Linked DNA regions of Gossypium hirsutum: region 1 is linked to region 2. Evidence: chromatin contacts called from public Hi-C data. All regions are on one chromosome and are shown on one strand. Each heading gives the region's core, a stretch centred on a gene start, on an enhancer-like site or on the middle of the called end of the contact. The rest is flanking DNA. Distances are from core to core; before and after follow the strand shown. Region 1 holds the start of LOC107906235 (probable potassium transporter 17). Region 2 has its middle 4.6 kb from the start of LOC107922578.

Region 1 (4,837 bases), core at 46-2,545, 330 kb after region 2:
AAGGAGTAAGAATACCATCACCGATTAGCATACATGTACCTAACATAGCAATGAAAAGCAACGCCCTTCTGGCAACCATACTTGTTTCAAAAACTTTGCCAAGTCTGCTTTTCTGTTTGTTGTCCTCATTAAGTACACAACGTGCTTGACTGGAGTTTACATCTGAACTTTTTGAAGAAAGGATTCCAATATTCATATTTCTACAGAGTAAGGAATACAAGGCAAATGTTCCACCTGCATCCAATCAGATTTTTGGCTAAGTGAAAAATATTCATGTCCAGCTTCCATCAATGCAAATTGAGTAATAGCTTACGAAAATTATGATTCAATAAGCATACGCACTATCACAGAGATTCTAAAAGTTAACTACACAACAGTGTTACATACCTTCACCCTGATCATCAGCCTTAAGAGCTATACAGGCATACTTGACAACCCCAATGAGAGTAAGAGTCCAAAACATGATGCTATAGATTCCCAAGTAGTCCTCTTCCGTTGGAGAATTTAAATGCATTGATGGATATACATATAATGGGGATGTCACAAGCCCTCCAAATACAACTCCTAGAGTCTTATATGCAAGTAACAGATTGCTCCATCTACCAGTCTCCGGATTTCAAAAGAATTAAGTCAATATATATAAATCCGGTTCCAAATCGACTAGATTTCAAAACCCAAAGATCAAAACTATATTACAAAAGAATTCAAAATAGAACTGTCTGAATTTGTAAATGAAAGACACTCACAAGAAATCAGGTTGAAACATCTAAAACAAAAGGAAGCAAAACAATATACAGTCTACAAAAAGCAAAACCGATAGAGAAAGATAGAACAAAGTGAAATGAAAGCATAAGTATAAACCCAGAATCTCAAAAGTTGGAAACAAGTGAAATCCCTCATGAAAGAACATAGCATAAACGTGTAACAGACATGTGCAGTGGTAAGAAAAACTACCTTGTTGTCGGAGGATTGAAGCATTACCGAATCGGTGGTATTGTGGAGAGGGAAGTGAAGAGAGTCCAAGTGATGACTAGTGCCAGAAGCAGAATCAATGAGAAGCTCGGGTAGAGCGACAGCCGCCCCCGACTGTAAATCCATACCGATGTACAACCTGTTTTGGCGCTTTTGTTGTATTAAGACCAGAAACTGTAAGTACAGTCAATATTTAGAAGATACAGGGCCACGGCCAGGGCTCATTGGCTGGTGAGGTGTATATGGACGGGTATACGAATGTCGTGTTCAGGGTTCGTGGAGTTACCTCCGGTACATTTCTTGTTCATACGGGTTAGTTGCGTGGCGGTAACATTGTCCATAAGTTGTTGCGTCTATAGGGATTGCCAATGTTGTGATTTTTGTTTTTACATAATTTATTATAAATTTTAATATTTATAATTATATAAAATATTTTTTCTAATTAATTTAATATTAACATTAAAACAAATTAAGTTTTAAAATTTTATATTATTTAAAAAATTCTCAAAAACTATATAGATAAATATAAATATATCAGGTTTAAAGTCTAGTTTTATAAAATAATAATAGAAATGGGCCAATTTTGTTGAAATTTACGGAAATGGGTCAATTTTACAAAAACGCGCCCAACTGGTGTCGTTTTTAAGGGGAAATTAGTAAAGTGCGTCCAGCTCAGCGCTTTTTTCCCTCTGACCAATAAAGTGCGTCTAACTCAGCACCTTTTCCTTTGACCAGTAAAATGCGTCCAAGTCAGCGCACTAGGAAAAAACGCATCCAGGTCAGCGCGTTTTTCCCTTTTTTAGGGTTTTAATTGTTTAATTAGGATTTATAGTTTATTAAATTAAGGTTTAGTGTTTTAATTAGGGTTTAGGATTTAATAAATTAGTGTTTATGGTTTCAATTAGGGTTTAGTGTTTATTAATTAAGGTTTTAAGAAAAATGATTTTATTATTAGGGTTTTGGGTTTTATTGTTAGGGTTTTTAGTGTTCAAGGGTTCTGAAAAAATAATTTTGACAAGATGGGTTTCGAAAAAATAATTTTGACGAGATGAGTTCTAAAAAAATATCTCGAGAATTCTAGGATATCTGAAACATTTCTGAAAAACTCTCCAATCAGAATGCACTGTCAGCAAAAGCATTGAAAGTGCTTCCAACTGGATGCCCTTTTCAATACAGTTGCTGATAGTGCATCCTACTTGGAGCATTTTTTTTCTCTACAAATTTCAACCCTCACTATCTAGGGCATTTTTACAAAAACGAGTGGGATGTTATTCCTTGGGCTATAAATGACCCATATTTCAGCCTCTGATGGCATAAGTCGGAGCAATAAAATTTGAAGAAGTTCAGAAGATTAGAAGTTCGTAGGGAAGGTATAAGTTGGAGCAACAATACTATTTGTAAAAAAAAGTAAGCATAAGCATTAATTTTTCGTGTTAATATTTATTTGAAGCATTATATTTTTTGCATAATGTTTTTGTTTCGAACTTCTCTCGACAAAAAAATTTGGTCAAAAATGAGTGGACTGGATTTTAACCCAAACATAGAGTTGCTAGAACTTCAAAAAAGAATTAGGTGAAAAATCATTGGATCTACGGCAATGAGAGTATTGTCTATTAAGTATCGATTTTGTGCTTCGATCAATCCCGTGAAATATGACGCGTTCGATATCAAAGGTGCTCAAGGCTTGGAGGCGATGGTGCAAACGCACAGCGATAGTGGATCATCGTTTCTTGAGTTATATGTGGAATTTTCAATGCCAAATGAAGGACTTGAAACTTCAACATCTCTTACTGTTCGAGAGGCAAGAACAGTTAAAAATGTCGATAGTCCAACTACTTTGTTAGAAAGTTTCCATTATGATATCCCGGAATCATCGATGGGAAGACATTCATCTGTCTCAACCTTAGATTTTAATCGTAGGAAGTAGAACACCGAAGTATCAGGTTTTGGTGGTAGAACGGAATATACGACCCCTGCACGACACTCAGTTAGTGGATGGGACATGAACCATAGTGGGTCGATGTTGAACGTAGGGAATACTTACTAGGGAATGGCAACAACTTTCAGTGGTTGACAATCGACATGTGATTTTGGACATTCTGACATATACATGAAAAGGGATTATGTACTCCCTATGACATCCACCAGCGAGAGGACCTCCAACATGACAAATGTTGGTGAGTCCGAGAATGAATATGGTAATGAATCTGATATGGATCCACCTCGTGAGCCCAGTGTCGACGGTTCAGAAGTTGTATTATTTTCTAAACCAGAACTTGTTCCAACTGAACCGGAAGACGGTGAAAGGGGTGAAGATGAAGATGAAGATCCACGATTCACAATATACTCGCCTCTAGCTCACATGCATAATATCGATCTATCGACAAATGATGACTTAAAGTTTGCAGAACTACCACACATGAGGCCTGGCTATGCAAATCTTTTGTTGGATTTGGGTGATTTGGAAGTTGGTAGGGAATTTTCCAATAAAGATGATTTTCTCGCTACATTGAAGTGATACAACATCAAGAACGAGGTTAACTTCCACATGGTTAAATCCAAATCTGAAAGGTTCGAGGCTAAGTGTGCAATATGAGACGGTAGATACACATGGAAAATCATGACTTCTGTTAAGAAGAGGACGAGATTATGGATGATAAAAAAGTTCACCGGTTTGCATACATGTGTTGCATCTGGTAAAGTATCACGGGGTTTTTAGAGTTTTATTAATTAGGGTTTTACATACTCGTGTGGTTGCAAGTGTTTTACAAGATCATCTGAAGTTGGATTCAAATATGATCGCATGCATAATACTACCAATAGAGAAAGCAGATCCGAGGATTACTATGTCGGTTTTAATTGCAAATATTCATAGCCAATTCAACTACACACCTTCGTATCGTAAGGCGTGGATAAAAAAAATAGAAGGCCTTGGGGAAGATGCACATTGGATAGGACGCATCATACAATGAGGTATGGCAGTGGTGTCAGGTGTGATCCTTACATTCTTGGTTGCCATTGTGCCTCCTCCAGTCTATTAATAGGATGTTGGGAAGATGACCCACCTTGAAAGAACAAAGGTCCCCAAGGTGTTTGCGTCACCAATTGTAACGACCCAATAGTTACGGGTGTTAGAAAGTACATTTTCAGGACTCTATTTTTGTAAACCAGACTCGTAAATATTTATTAGAAATATTTACGAAGTTAGTTGTGTTGTTAATTAGGTTTTGGTTAAGTGAATTTGCATGAATTAAGAGTAATTAGGTAAAAGGACTAAATTGCATAAAGTGTGAAAGTTGAATTATAGATTAAAGAAAAATTAAAGGGGCTAAAGAAACAATTATGTCATTGTCTTAAAATGAGGCAGCATAATGTATATATTATTATAAAATTTTAAAGTTAAAATATATATTATAATATTATAATATTAAATCTTAAATATTAAGTATATATATTATTTTATAATAAAATAAGTAATAAAAAGAAAGAAAGATAGAAATGAAACAGAAAGAAGAAAGAAAGAAATGAGAAGGAGAAGGCTAGGGGTTTCAAAGTTTTCAAGTTCAATTGGTTAGTTAATTTAGTCCCTTTTTCTTGTAATTTTAATGTTTTTGGAATCCCGGTGTTAAATACTACCCGACCAATGTCGAAATTTTAGAAATTATTGAGTTTCTAAGTGTTGTCTATGTTGATTAATTTTAGAATTAGGGGTTAAATTGATAGGTTTTTAAGCTAGAAATGACAAATGATTAAATTGTAGAATAAATTGAGAATTTTGAGAAATAGAAACTAAATTGTGAAAATTTTAAATTTATGGATTTAAGTACAAATAGGGAGTTACATTTAGTCTAAAGTGGAATTTGCA
Region 2 (4,520 bases), core at 289-2,788:
ATATAAGATATATGAACAAATGGTCATGCCTTGAGATTTTCTCAACCGCTTATTGCACTGCTACACCTGCAGGTATGCCATGTGAATGTTTTAAACATCAGGGCACATTTTTATCGTCCGCTTGACTTCAAATATGCTGAATCCCATCATAAAGCTTGGAGAGTAACCAATCATTTCAGATTATTCTTCTAGCCACTAGCCTAAGCCTTATATATACTTGTGTGTGTGTGTGTGTGTGTGAAACTTATTGAATAATCCTAGATTAGGCACTGACATATATGTTTTGTTACAATATATTTCGAGATATACAAGTTCTGACTATATTTAAAGTTGAACCGGATTAGACCATAAATTGAGAATAGAACTCTCTATGATGGGTTTTCCTACTAAAGTAAGATAAAAAGGAAAAAGAAAAACAGGCTGAGGCTCACAAAATTTGTAAGTTGTATTTTTGCTCAGCAGCTCACGATGGGTTTTCGTTATACTTGGACCAAAATGTGTAAAGTTTATAATAAAAACAAAACATTGAAAAAAAAATTAAGGATAACAACAAAACAAAGGGTGTTGGATTTATCTTTCCCCTAATACTATAGCCGGTTGATGCGGCTTTTCCCTTTATAAATTTTTCTTTTTGTTTTTGTCGGAAGCATTAAAATAATGGGAAGAAAAAGAAGAAGAGTTCAAAACATAATGCTTGGATTGCTTGTTAGATTTTAGGCAAATTTAAATTTCAAAGGGTCTGTATGTAAATGTAAGCCAAGCTTATGTTTATTTTTTGTCTTCTTAATGAAAATATAAATGAATGAACGACACATAGAATATGAAAATCCTCTCTTTGGGGTATTGGAGTTTTTACACATATTGGGGACCATTTTAGCTAGAAAATAGGAAGGAACCATTCAAAGATGGTGACCCATAGATTCAACCCCAAATTGAATGTTGTAAAAGAAAAGAAAGGAAGAGAGAGGAGGGAGGGTGGGAAAGGAATGTCATTTTCATTGCATTTGTGTCCTTTTAAATGCTTATAAAAACACCATGTTTTTCAGTGCCACAGTTGAAATGGTTATAGACAGGCAATGGTCCTTCTCAAACATAAACAACACATCCAATTCACTTAAAGAACACACTCTCTCTCACACTTTATCAGATTCAGCAGCAGCTATGGCAGAGCAGAGGGACACACTGCCCTTTCCCATTAAATTTTGTTTTTCATTTGAGCCAAAAATTAAATGAATAGCAGTTGTAGCAAAAGAACTACTTTCCTCTACCACCATATTTGCGCCCTTCAATCCTTCAACTATATGGTTCAATCCTTCAACACCATATATATATGTAGCACTAGCTGTGCCTGTGTAGGGTATTTTAGTTCAGCCAAAGGCAAAGGTGAAGCAGCCCAGAAGGGTTTCCATTATTTATTTTATTTTATGTTTTCTGGGTTCTTTATTTATTATTTATTTATAAATGAAGGGGTTAAGGCTTAGATCTTGGGTTTGGGACCACGGGCAGCTCTTTCCCCACCTTTTAACGCAGTTTCCCTTTTCCTTTTTTGTTCATCGGATAGCTATGAATGGCACTTACGTTATTTTCACTTGCTTTGGGGGATGATTTTAAACAAACAGCTCATGCACTTACTAATGTACCCAAAATAAAATTTAAAAAAATATATATATAGAAAGGAATTAAAAAAAGTAACTTTTAACTCTATGGCAGTTAAAAGAGGGATGAAATTGAAATGGAGAGGAAGGGAGGTTAAACATTAAGAAAGATCAGGTGGAGTCGCACATTTAGTTCAACAAATTGGAAAGAAATAAAAGCAGTGCCCTTCGCCACCCAAAATAAAATAAAAACAGATACTTTTAATTATTATTTTATATAAATATAGTTGTATTGTTGAGAAAAGTTGGTTTGTCTCCTCCTTGTCTTAATCTTATTTGATAGCACTTTTAGAATAACTTATATTTCATAGCTCTTACTTTGATTCAATTAAAGAAAAGTTATATCATGTAATTTTTATTTGGTTTGATTTAAAAGAATATAAAACAATAAAAGACCTTCGTTGAATCAAATAACTTTAGAAATGCGTAGTAATCTTTCAACCATTTCAATCCTCTATAATACAGTTTCCTGTAATGCAAATTTTGTTATGATCTAAATGAGCCAAAATAAAATAAAAAGAAAATCAATGAGTGGGATGGGAGAAGGAACTAATACATTTTTGTTAGGATACTAAATTAACCACAACAAACACATAGTTTTGGTTTAGTCAAAACTTCAAAAATTTAAGGAAAAGAGAAACAAATTATCAATAAAAGAAAAAAAAGATATTTCATAATCTTCATATTAAAAAAAAAAGAAAAGAAAGGAGAAATACATAATAATATCTGTTTTTTTAATGAAAAATATGAAAAAAATAAATAAATGTATCACTTACTTTTCCCATCATCCTTCCTTCATTTTTTATTAGGAATATAAACAAAATGCTTAATTCACGGTTTAACTCTAAAAATATATTTATTTTTTCACTTTGGTATATCTCAATTTGGTACTCAAAATACCAATTTTCTCTATCTTTTGTCCATTTTGTAATGGTCATTAAACAAAATCGATTAAGCAACTTTGGTCAATGGAAAAATGTCACATAGCAATTAACTTTACTTAAAATAAAAAAAATTTAAATAAAAAATTTATAATATTTTTTTGTACAAAGAAAATTATAATATTAAACATTTATAGTATATATTTTAAAAAGTTTACAATTTTTTTTATAAAATTCTAAAATATATAATTATAAATTGTAAAAATTTAAAATAATAAATTAAAATTAAAAATGTTATAAAAATTGGAATTAAAATATATATTAACTTTTATAATAATTTTTATATATTATTTTGACTTTTTAAAATTTATAATTCTATATTTTAAAATTTTATAAAAAAACTATTTTTAATTTTTTTAAAATTATATTTATTATATACAATTTTTTATATTTTTAATTAATATTAAAAAATAAAAGGGGGCACTTGACGTGTTCTAATAGCACCACGTAGTCAATCAACGTCGTTCAATGATCAATCAACGTCGGGTCAACGATCAGTCAACGTCGTTCAACACTTGATCAAAGTCAAAAGTGTTTTTAATATTTAAATATTTAGTATAATAATTTTTTATTTTTAATTTAAATTCAATGTTTTCATTTTAAATAAACCTAATTGCTACGTGGCTCTTTTCCATTAGGCAAAGTTGCCTAATGGATTTTTTTAATGGTCGTTACAAAATGGACCAAAAATAGAGAAAATCGATAATTTAGGTACCAAATTTGAGAAAAAAAAGTTTAGGTGCCAAAGTGAGCAATTGAGTATACTTTAGGGGCCAAATCGTGATTTAAGCCCATAGAAAATGATAATATGTTGAAAAAAGTAAAAGTACTATGGGAGGTATTGTACTAGGAGTTAGATTGCATTTTACCTTTTTTACTAAAAAAATGGACAAATTAATCATTATACGTTAAATTAAAAAGCAAATTGGTCATTCTATTAAAAACTCTATCAATTTCTACTAGTAAAAATGGGTCCCTATATGTCAACATGAGATACACGTGGCACATCACATGTTACTATATGGTTGATCTGTCAGCCACACTAGTTTTTAACAGTAAACATTTGTGATGTTTTTAATAGAAATGACCAATTTACTTTTTAATTTAACTTATAATGACTAATATATAATTTTTTATTAAAAAAACTAAAATGTAATTTACCTCCTAATACTTGTTTATTGTATGATACTTTTATGTTGAAAAAGTTTAAAAAGTTATCACATATTTCTAAGGCTTTTATCCAACAATTCATACAATTTGTATCAATAATTATCTCCTTCAATTTTTATAATAAATGTATTCACAACTTACGGGAGGATGAGATATCATCCTCTCTTAGATTGCAATGAGAAATTAAAATTAAAATAATTAAATTTCTATTCACCTTACTAACAAGTGAAGGTAGATTTTTTAAAAAAAAATTAAGTTATATATATTTACGAGAGTTAAAATAGAATTTTGTTAATGTATTAGTATATAATTTTATAGTTTTTATAATGTCTAAATTATAATTTTATCATATATTAATTTATAATTTGATAAATCACCCCTATTTATATGCTAATAATAAGTAAAAATTCCTATACGATAATATTATAAATTCTCTTAGATTTGGAAGGTAAATTATAAATTAAATTGCCTAAACTTAAGAAAACCTCGCAAAAATGTGGGCTTTATTTGATCCAAAGCTCCAAGTTTGGGCCTAACACTTAAGGGCCTTTTAACATTGGACATAACCATACAGATTGAATTCCATGCTAATATACTAGAATAGGGCTCGTTTTAGAAGAATAGTGTTTCCCTTTTGAAGATCGAATAGTGTATTTTCTTTATAAAAAAATAAACGGTTACTTTTTTTTATAAGAAATGATTGGCTTTTAACTTATATTTTAATTTTTTTAATAGAAATATTAATAAAAATTTT

What was found. A called contact is a pair of places that touch in the nucleus more often than the background predicts.
Region 1: a contact with region 2 is called in a Hi-C map of leaf, with 3 times the contacts expected there. The contact joins the promoter of LOC107906235 here to the enhancer-like site in region 2. A contact is called at or near these places in 4 of 34 Hi-C or Micro-C datasets (hypocotyl and leaf).

What each region holds. Positions count from the first base shown.
Region 1 is chrD01:42,638,113-42,642,949 of Gossypium_hirsutum_v2.1, forward strand. It overlaps LOC107906235 (probable potassium transporter 17), which reads right to left and starts at 1,296. Exons shown (of 8, transcript XM_016833216.2): 1 at 955-1,296; 2 at 388-607; 3 at 1-234. The coding sequence starts at 1,098.
Region 2 is chrD01:42,304,538-42,309,057 of Gossypium_hirsutum_v2.1, forward strand. No RefSeq gene overlaps it. Among protein-coding and RNA genes, the nearest start is that of LOC107922578, 4.6 kb to the left of the region's middle. Within about 2 kb of position 1,539, at least 6 of the 9 cell types and tissues checked have an H3K27ac peak or open chromatin away from gene starts, as enhancers often do. A contact at or near this core is called in leaf, where this site is marked.